2 separate regions of the Gossypium hirsutum genome follow, and region 1 is linked to region 2. Evidence: chromatin contacts called from public Hi-C data. All regions are on one chromosome and are shown on one strand. The core of a region is the stretch at or near the end of the contact, and the rest is flanking DNA. Distances in the headings are between cores, read along the strand shown.

Region 1 (5,363 bases), core at 2,268-4,767, 140 kb before region 2:
GAGTCATTTTAAGTTTGTTAGTCAGGTTTTTTAGGCCGTATCATCTTGAGATTAGGTCATTTCATATTTGTGCCATTTTGTGTTTGGATTGTTGAGTCTAAGCTATTTTGGGTTTAGATTATTTCTAGTGGGAGCTATTTTTTTTAAGTTTGAGGTGAGATTATAACATAATTCATGTTAGGGATAAATCAACATTTAGTCCTTAAACTCAACAAATTTTCTTAACTGAGTATTTAATTTTTTTGTTCCATATTAAGCTCGAAATTTGGTAACTTTCTCAATTTGATTTTTAAACTCAAATTTCATTAAAATATGATGATGTGACACTTTGAGTTTATATCACGTAATCACCTGAAAATTTTAAAAATTTTATATAAAATCTAAAAAATCTAAAAGAATAGAAAAATTATTATTTTTAAAACAATAATGTAATGATATGATATTATCTCAATATAACAAATCATTATACTTTAACATAATTTAAATTTTAAAATCAAATTAGAAAATGGTCCTACGTTCAAGGATTAATTTGGAAAAGAATAAAAATTAAGATAGAAAAAGTTATGAAAATTTGTAACTTAGTTTTTTTTTTCAGGTGTAAAATGCAAATTAAAAATTGAGAAAAAAGAATTAAAAAGGAAAAAAAAGAACCTCCATGTATTTGACCAAGTCTTGAGCAGTGGGAGCAGATAGAATGATATGGCGTGCATTTGGAGAAATGAAACCTTCTTCCACCGCTTTGTCAATAAAAGACAACAATGAATTGTAATATCCATCCACATTCAACAATCCCACCTGCACCATTCTCAACCAACATCCTAAACATTAATTCAACCTATAAAAAACTCTATATTGAAAAAAAAATTCGTATTGATTGAATTTTAATTTTATTAGTATGAATATTATTATCAATATAAGAATACGTGGGTTCGAGTGAGTTGAAGCGTATTATCTTCCTAGTTATGAGTTTAAAAAAAACTATAAATAATTTTAAACATTTTATTAAAAAAATAAATATATTCAAAAAAAAAATCCTCCTATTAATGTGTTTCAAATCCACCATATCCTATAAGGTGGAAGAGATTTGCCCCATTTAAAGGATGAACTCGATTTGACTTGGAAGTTAATTATTAGACACCAAAATATCCCATAAATGATTTGTTTAGGAAATTGAAAAAAGAAAAAGAAAAGAATATTACTGGTTTATCATGGATTCCAAGTTGAGCCCAGGTTATGACTTCAAGAAGTTCTTCAAGAGTTCCATAGCCACCTATTCATAAATACAGTATAGAAATTCCTCTAATTAATTACATTGATTATATAGATAATGGCAGGAAAAAAACTGATAATTGAGGTTTATTAGTGATCTTTTTTCAATTTTTTATTTTTATTTTCAAATTTAATTATCAATTAAATTAATTTTATGATATTTATATCAAGGGTAGACCAATATATTTGCACGAGCTCATCACATTTTTGGTCTTTTCATAGCCCATATGGGCGAATAGTCCCTGCCCAATAGGCCTAATTTTGGGGGTAAACTAGGAGAGAGCCCTTCAAAGGCAAAATATAAATGTGGTCCACGAAAAGGCGTACCCATTGGGCTAATTACCAGGTCTGGGTCAAGTCACTTTTGAGTTTGAAAGAGTATTTCGGGTCTATTATATACCAACCAGGTAAGGCAATGAAAGCATCAGATTGTCTAGCCATCTCTGCCTTCCTTTGGTGCATGTCTGAAACTGCCTTAACTTCCCCGACTGTCTCACCAGTTATCTACAAGAAAATGTTAATGTAATTGGTTTAAAAAGTTATTTCCACCATACTTCCCTAATTATAATGTAAGCTCCAAGTGTTAAATGCTAACAAGAATATAAAGTGGAGTATATTTACAACATGTGTGTAACTACTGCATGAACAATTTAAATTTAACGTGTTAAAAACAAGTAGTATCGTCAAAATTTGATGCAAATGTTTTAAGTTGGTGTGTGCTAAACTTGAGTCAAAATTTAACACCCAAGCTGATAGTTAAAGTCGACGAAAAAAAATCATATTAATATATTAGTGATATTTTAGTAACTCAATTAAAATATTTTAAAACCCGATATTAAAATAATACCCACTTTTGCAAAGATGAGATGAAGATGTCGTGGGCTTTAATTCACAATAACAATATACATACATACAGAAAACACAACATGCACCATGTAAGTGTGATATATATGCTAAGAATGATGATGTTTATGGTGGGCAAAAAAGAAAAAAAAATCATTGGAGAGGGACAAAAATGGTGAAGGCCCATCATATGCCCTCAGGTGGAATTCAATGGCAAAGTTTTGTTTTTGAAAAATGTGAAAAACAAGGGAAAAAGCAACAACAAAAGTCTAAATAGGAACCTGCATGAGACCCAAAAGAGACAAAGTGTGAAACCCCCCTTATTTAGAAGATAACAAAAGTGAGGTAGAAATTCATGTCATGGGAGCTACCACTAGAAAAATAAAAATAAAAATTTTAAAAAATATAAACATAAAAGAACAAACAGATAATGTTTTTTTATTTTTATATTTTAATTTATAAAAGAAAGACAGAATTTAAATAGAAGAGAGTACCTCTCTAGGCATGAGTGTCTTGGGAATCACTCTGCAGATGATAATAAACATGAAGAAACACAATTAAAATTATATTTTTGTAAGTTAAAAATTAGCTTTTAAGTTGAATATTTGAATACCCAATTACATGGCGGCCACCATCAAAAACTGCTTGAGAAATCAGCCCCATTAATCCAATACTGCCCCCTCCATAGACCAGATCAATATTCCTTGAAACCTTCATTATTAAAAAACAACAATATTCAGCTTTATTCAACCCATCAAAGTACATTTTAGAAAAATGAGCTGAACTTTAAGCTACAAACTACACCTACATAAATAAATATATATGAACTTAATTCATAGAACCTGTTTTTTTTTAACTCTTGAAAATAAGAAGATTGGTAGCAGTGGAAACAAAATGTTTAGCCATGAATAACCATAAAGGAAGCTGAAAATCATACAATAACTTATATATATATATATAACAGAGCTAAAACAGAGCTAAAAAAGAGAAAAAAAAAGAAGGGTTACCAATTCCCTGCCAAGATCAATAGCAGCTTCTCTATAGCTGTTCTTCTTACCAGGGCTACTCCCACAAAACACACAGATTCTTTTGAATTTTGATTGTTTCATTTCCATATCTCTCTCCATTTTTTCTTTTTGTGGGGATAAGGGAATATCCTCTGTTTTGTTTTTTCAATGAAGAAAGAAAATAATTGTGAAGGGAAAAAGAAGAGAAATGGTTGAGGATTTTGAGATTGGAAGTGGGCAGGCTGTGTGCGCATATATATATAACGGTAGGCAAGAGGCTACAAGGTTGTCGACTTGGCATGCGTTAACCCCATGATGTAATGGTCCAATGCCATCCCCCCTTATTGCTACATGTTGGGTAGAGTAGTGAGGAAGGGGAAAGGATTGTATCCCTTATCAATTATTTAACCCTATTTTAGTATTATTTTTTTATGTCATTCACATATTTTTTTGCTAATTTTTTTAATCTGAACCTTAAACCTTAAACTTTAAACCCTAAACCTTAAACCTCAGACTCTAAACTCTGAACTTCGAACCTTAAACTTTTGAGCTCTAAACCCAGAACCCATGGTTAGAATAGAAGGTCTAAGGTTCAGGGTCAAAGATCTAAGGTTTATGTATAAAAAATTAACCAAAATGATATGTCAATGATATGAAAAAAGATGTTGAAATGACATTAAATAATTGGTAAGTGATACAAAATGATGTGGTGAGTTTATTTCATACAATCCTTTCCCAGTAAGAAAGATTCCCAATGAAGAGGGTGGGATGAAAATAGGAATTCAATAATGAGGGGTTAAAAATAAAATTTAAAAAGTTTGGGAGAACTCAAAAGGAAAAAAAAGAAAAAAAAGTTTAAAATGGTTTAAATTGAATATTTCATAATTAAGAGGGATTAAAAGTATTATTATTCCAATTAATAGTGCTCTTATTTTCCCTAATTATTACACTCCTAATTACAAGTTTTGAGCATCGTAAAAGATGAAACAGCCCTATAAAAATTTGTATTATAAAATAAAATTCGATTTATCTTGACCCTCAATTTCAGTCGGGGCCATGTGAATTTCAAATACAAAAAGTTAGACCAAAAGGAATTGCTATGCCCCTTTTACTATCAAAACACTTATTGCCTCACCCTGTTTATGGGTTAAAATTATGATTTTCATCCATAAACCCAATTTTTTTGGAAGAGCCAAAACTAGAAGTGTTCATGTGCTGGATCGAAATTTGATTCGATTTTAAAAATTTTACAATTTATTTGTTAGTACAATTCAATATTCTTAATTGAAATTAAATTTGATTTTTTGGTAGCATTTTAGATGCATGAAGTATTTTCTTCAAAATGTTTGATAAAAACAAATATTTCCTTCAAAATAATTGGAATTAAATTTAATGTTGGTATCACAATGGTTAGAGGTGCCGCCGGCCATTTCCTTTTTTATTTTTTTCCCTTCATTTTTAATTTATTAAAAAATCCAAAATTAATTAATGCATTTACCCCACCCCATATGAAATTCAGTGTACTATACGACCATTATTCTTTTCTTTTCTTTTTTTCCTTAGTCTTCAGTGTTAAAGGTGTTTAGGTCTGACTTTTTATTTTATTCTTTTAAATCGATTTGATAGTTTGTTTTTACTTTCTAAAAACAAAATAAATTTATAATTTATAATAAATTATAAATTTAAATATTTTTATAATTAAACTATAATTCAAGTTAAATCAGGCCATCTCGAAATTGAAACACTTTTTTTCCTAAGTCTAATAATATATGATATTCTAGGTAAAATTTCAAATTGTTTTAGACCAAAATTTGATTAAAACTAGAAATAACAATACATTGAATATCTGTAAATTTTTTTTGAATTATTCAAATTTATTTATTCTCAGTAAATTATCTAAATATTACTATTTATATATGAATTTGAGTAAATATTTGAGTCTACAAAAATCTTAATTCGAATATGTTAAAATTTAAAATCAATCCAAAGCTACAATCCTAATCCGAATTTGGATTTGGATATCTGAATATGCTGTCTGAATAAGCAATGTGAATTCATATAACGAAGTATAAAGATGTCTATCTACATCTATTCGGAGTCCAAAGCAAATAATAACTTTAACATTCGAATCCAAATATGCAAAAAAAAAAACCAACTAAAATGCTTACATATATCTAAATATGTAATCCATATTACTATCTTTAATTAAAACAATACTTTCATATGAAAGTTCAATTTGTTATG
Region 2 (5,500 bases), core at 1,060-3,559:
ACACCATGGGAATGGGATATAGTATTAGAGTTTAAGTAATATCGTCTTTCTTATATGACCGAATTCTTGGGTCTTATTTGCAGAAATTTACAGTGTATTCGAGATTATGGAATAAGCATAAAGATGCACATATGAAAGCAACAATGTACCTTAAGTTCCTTAAACCCCACCAAAGGCAATAAAAGTACTTGTTGAAGAATGGTGCTGTTGTAACATTAAATTCCAATCCATCACCATAGATACCAAATGGATAGGAGCTGGAACTTGGACTGCATAGGCTAGTAATATTGCTGGAGTTGAACCAGGTCAACCTGCCAGGGTCTTTAACCTTGTTGCAATCAAAATATTTATACTGACAATAAGGCTCCTCGAGATCACAGGCGGTCTTCCAGCACGCTTCTTGCCGCTCGATCGAAAGAAGATACCAACAAGCTCCTAAAACCTTTTCAAGAAACAAAGCACAATCAGATTCAGGAATATATGTATGTTTGTGCGTATGCACATACGTACTTAGGTTCAGAGTTAAACTTAAGAAGCATCATAATGACTTACATGGCTTGCCAGCATGTAGAGCATGAGGTTATAAGCGGCACCAGCCCATGCTGTTTCGGTCACAACACCAGTGGCGTTAACAATTTGTGATGACAAAGGAAAAATAAGAAAAAGTCTTGGAAGGTACTGAAAAATGATTATGAACCGGAGCATGTTTTTGGTGTTCATCATTGTTGAACCGTTAAGGTTCGGAATGATGATCCAAATCAAAACCTGGAAACAAAACTGAAACATATGAAAAATGAAACATTCCATGAAAACGACCCGAGTGTTCATCAGTTTCATCATGTGTATACCTGAGGAAGGGGGAGTGCAGCAAGTAAATCAATCCAGAAACTCTTCTTGAGGTACCTGGAAGCAATCTTCCCGGAATCTATAACGAGCTCGCCTCTCCCAAATACACGAGAAGGCGGTGCAACATAAGCGGTTCGAAACCGAATGAATATTTGAACTATGTAGAAGGCATCAGCTAATGATCTAACCATAGTAAGGATAACTTCAAGGGGTATTCCAATATCAATGCAGACATCCTTCTTAACTATTGGCAAATAAAAGAACAGAGGATCCACAAACAAAGAAACCAAGCATGCTACTAGGAAAATCTTGTTCCATCGACGAATAACCGGTCCTCGAGGATCCAAAATCTTCTTCTTCACTCTCTCAAAATCCTCAGAGAAAACTCTGGACAGTACTTTAGCTTTCAACAATTTACCTCTCCTAGTAGTAGCAGGCAACTTGCTCTCGACCCTCTCAGTGCCAGGCTCCGATATTTTCGTTCCGTTGATATTGTATTTCAGCTTTACCATACCATCTCCATTCATTGGGGGGAGCTTTGTTAATTCAAGGTCATCTTCAAATCTGGAAAAACACATATGCAACCACAAATAAATGATTGTTCCATCGCTAATGAGAGTGCATACACACATACATACATACCTACATACATAAGACATTAAGGAACAAAAATGGAACAAACCTTACAGATCTTGAATTAATAAACCCCATGGATTTTCTTCAATTAGATTTGATCTACCAGAGGATAAGAGAGAAAAAGACAAAAGAGTTCTACAAAGGGATGGCCAAGAACAAAGTGTTTATAGGCATAAGGTCATAAATCAATTGAAATTGACTAGGCAAAGTCTCAAGAGCTCAAAGCCACAAGAGCTGGAAAAAGGCCCTTCAAATGGCTTTTTGAACCAGGAATCATGTGACCAATAGCATAAAAAGATTAACTCAACTTGACATGAAGCAGTTTTTAAGCTAAAAAAAAGCTGGTCAAAACATGTGAACAATTTCCTTTTCAGACAACCTTAGATGCCAGGTATGAGTTGAAACAGGAAATTCATCAAACAAGTGATGAACCATAAGCTATCTGTATTTTATTGTATATATATGAAGTCAAAAGCAAACACCCAAAGTTTAAAAATTTGATACCCTTTCATTAGAAGACAATAAATGGCTTAGAAAGTCAGTATGGAAGATGAAGCATTGACCATGAAAGAAAAAAACAAAAGCTATAACTATTTTTATTTCCCCTTATTTTACTGATTTTTAAAATCTTTAGCCACTTGGAAGGGAATAAGTCAATAAAAGAAACCCTAAATGGGAATATGATTCTAAACAAAAAAAAGAAGAATATATCATTAGATCTTTTTTATACTGATTCCAACATACATGGAATTAAAACATTACAACAATTTCCATAGTAAGAACAATGAAGAGAAACCCTTTTTCTCTTTCATGGTTCCTTAAATGTCACTCGGTTTTCGATTTTCCATGGACTTTTCTCACCACTATGGGTTTTAGTTGGCTGAATCTTTTAAATGATTAAATTATTGATGAGAAGAGAAATACAGAGAGACAAAGTCATATGAAAACGTCCAAAGAGAAAGGACATGACGGTTGTATTCATGCACTATGATTATTTATGATCCTCATTTTGTCTTTTATATTTATTTACAAAATCTGTAAGATCCGAGGCATGCTTTTCATGGAATGTTGACATATACTTTGTCCTGTAAGTTTACAACTGCAAGCTGCTGGTAATACTAATTCTTCAAGTAGTTTTTCTTTTCTTCCTAATAACAAATTTAGTATCTAGCATTTACTTATTTTCTCTCTTTAGTCCTAATTTTTTTTCTTTATCACTTTGACATTCCGCTTTTAAAACTTAGTCTATTCATTTTGTTTGAGGGTAAAAATTTAATAAACTACTAAAATTTTAACGACACTAACATGATAGCCTATGTGACAATCTATGTATGTTTCATTCGTTAACATGTCAACAGAAAAATTCGTCTAACTGGACGCACTTTCATATTACTATAAAGAAAATATACCCTCTTGATCACGTTTTTATATATTTTCTTCAAAAACGATTTATTTTCCTAAATTTAAAAAAAAATTATTTTATTAATTAATTTATTTTTCGAAATATTCAATCAATTTAGCCCATTTCATGTGAATTTCTCAAGGGGATTGAAAGATACTAATTTCATCAAAGAAAAAAAAATGAATCTTAGAAGTGAAGGAAAAAAAAAAGTTTCGAAGACTAATAACTTAATTGACTTTTGCCTACTTTCTTGGCAGCCTTTTTTGGATTTGAGTTTCTTTTACTTCAAACTAAAATATTTTTTTTTATTCCAATCTTTACGTTTTGGATTATTTTAGATTTAAATTATTATTTTTGATTAATTTTAATTTAGTTGAATTCAAATTTTAGAGGTGTTCATGGCTAAGTTAGGTCGGATCTAAACATGATATTCAACATACTTTATACTTGTTCAAGGCTAGCCCGACCCAAAATCTAAGCCTAAAACTTTACTTAAATTTGTCCATATTTGTAAAAAACTAATCCAAACTCATTTTAGGCCTGTTTATATTATTTTTTTATTTTTTAAAAAATTATATTATATTATTTTAATATTTAATATTTTTATATATTTTTTATTTTTTGAAATTTTTTATATAGTCATCTTAATATTATTTTAATGTTTACATTAAAATAGTATTATATATTTAGTATAGATTTATTTTTTTAATGTATTCTAAATTATATAATATAAAGTATTTATAAACTTAAAACGGGTCGGGCCAGGCTCGAGTTCGAAGCTTGAACCCAACTCATATTTTAAATAGGTCTAATTTTTTGTCTAATTTTTTTAAATTCAATACAAACCTTCGAGCCTAGACTATACTCCCGACCATCTATAGATTTAATTCAAAATTAAAATTAAAATCAATTGATATTTTATGTGGAAGTAAAAAATGGAATGATTTAGTAATATCACACCAAAATTTCATTATTAGTATTATTTAATTTTGTCACCTGAACTATTTATTCATTCATTATTTTGGTTTATTGAATATTTGTTTGGATAAAGCTTACCCCACATCACATTGAGTGAAGGTGAAGAAGCTACAGGTCAGCTTTGTAAGTCGCAGGTTGAACAGTTTTGGTAAAGTGTTTGACCATGTCTTCTTTTTCCTGATAGCAGATCCAATATTTATATATTTTTAATTAATTTTTTAAAAATTAGAATTATTTTTTTAAAAAAATTTAAGAATATTAAAATAATATTTTAATTATAAATCAAAAATTTATTATTAACTCTTTTAAATTAATATGTCGTATCATCCTCTTAACGCAAGTTAAAGTATCCACCAATAATTATTACATAACTTTTAAAAAATAAATATCTGAAACATAATTTTAAACAAAATTTAAAAATTATTAATTTAATTTACTCTAATTAAAATTGAACCTTAAATTCGTTTATTGTTAACATTAAATTTAAGTATTATCATTTGAATTTAAATTAATTAAATTATCTTCGAATATCTTAACAAATTAAATATTTAAATTTAAAAAGTTAGAAAAATATCTTAAAACAAAAAAATTTAAAAATAAAGCCGACAATAAATTTAGATAACCGACGAATTCATTATCGACAAAATGGTAAAGTGAATTTGAATTTTAATTATAATCTCTATTTGCAAAAATAAAAATGGAATTTAGATAATGAATTTTAATAATTAATATCTAAATTTGTTGCAAATAGTAATTAAAATTTAATTTTTTTAAATCTGAATAGGCAAAAACAAATAAAAATAAATATCTAAAATTTAATTTGACACAATTAACATATTTAAAAAATAAATACATTAATTAATTTTTAATTGAATAAATATAAGTATTTATATATAATATATAAAAATAAAAATAAAAAAATCTATAATTACATGAGAATCATCCCATTTTAATAATCACCATTGATCCTCTATGTGTAATTGTTACAACTGTTATTTTCTTCTACTTTATCCGTTATTGTATGTCAAATTTCCAAGCATTCACATTCACCAAAATCACACCCACATATAATATACATAATTATTAGTGGTCAATGTTAACTTTATTAAATAAAATCCGACAAAGCCAGCCAGATCTCCCCCCCCCCCACCTGCTGCATTTTTCATTTCACATGTAGATTTGTTTGATAAGTTGGATTATTTGTTTAGGTTCTAGAATTTGTTCGAAATTTAAAAAGTTTTAAATGAAAATGTTAAATTTAAAAAATGTGTTTAAATAAAAATAATAGACCTGTTTAAAATATTAGTCGAGCTTAAGTTTGAATATTTAAAGCTAAAGTCCAGCTCAATTCGACTTATTTTTAAGTTTATAATATTTTATATTATGTAATTTAAAATACATTAAAAAATAAATCTATACTAAATATATAATACTATTTTAATGTAAACATTAAAATAATGTTAAGATGATTATATAAAAATATATAAAATTATTAAATATTAAAATAATATAATATAAATATTTAAAATAATAAAATAATACGGATGGGCCTAAAATAGATTTGGATTAATCTTTTGTAAATATGAATGAGTTTGGACAAAATTTTAAATCCATGTTTCGAGTAGGGTCTGACTTGGA

The links. A called contact is a pair of places that touch in the nucleus more often than the background predicts.
Region 1: a Hi-C map of leaf shows a contact between it and region 2, with 1.9 times the contacts expected there. The contact joins the promoter of LOC107963892 here to the promoter of LOC107963895 in region 2.

Annotation. Positions count from the first base shown.
Region 1 is chrA03:6,199,233-6,204,595 of Gossypium_hirsutum_v2.1, reverse strand. It overlaps LOC107963892 (cytokinin riboside 5'-monophosphate phosphoribohydrolase LOG1), which reads right to left and starts at 3,517. Exons shown (of 7, transcript XM_016900416.2): 1 at 3,120-3,517; 2 at 2,726-2,823; 3 at 2,607-2,637; 4 at 1,674-1,773; 5 at 1,200-1,270; 6 at 652-795. The coding sequence starts at 3,239.
Region 2 is chrA03:6,057,075-6,062,574 of Gossypium_hirsutum_v2.1, reverse strand. It overlaps LOC107963895 (protein CNGC15b), which reads right to left and starts at 2,309. Exons shown (of 7, transcript XM_016900417.2): 1 at 1,529-2,309; 2 at 849-1,410; 3 at 553-765; 4 at 150-442. The coding sequence starts at 1,557.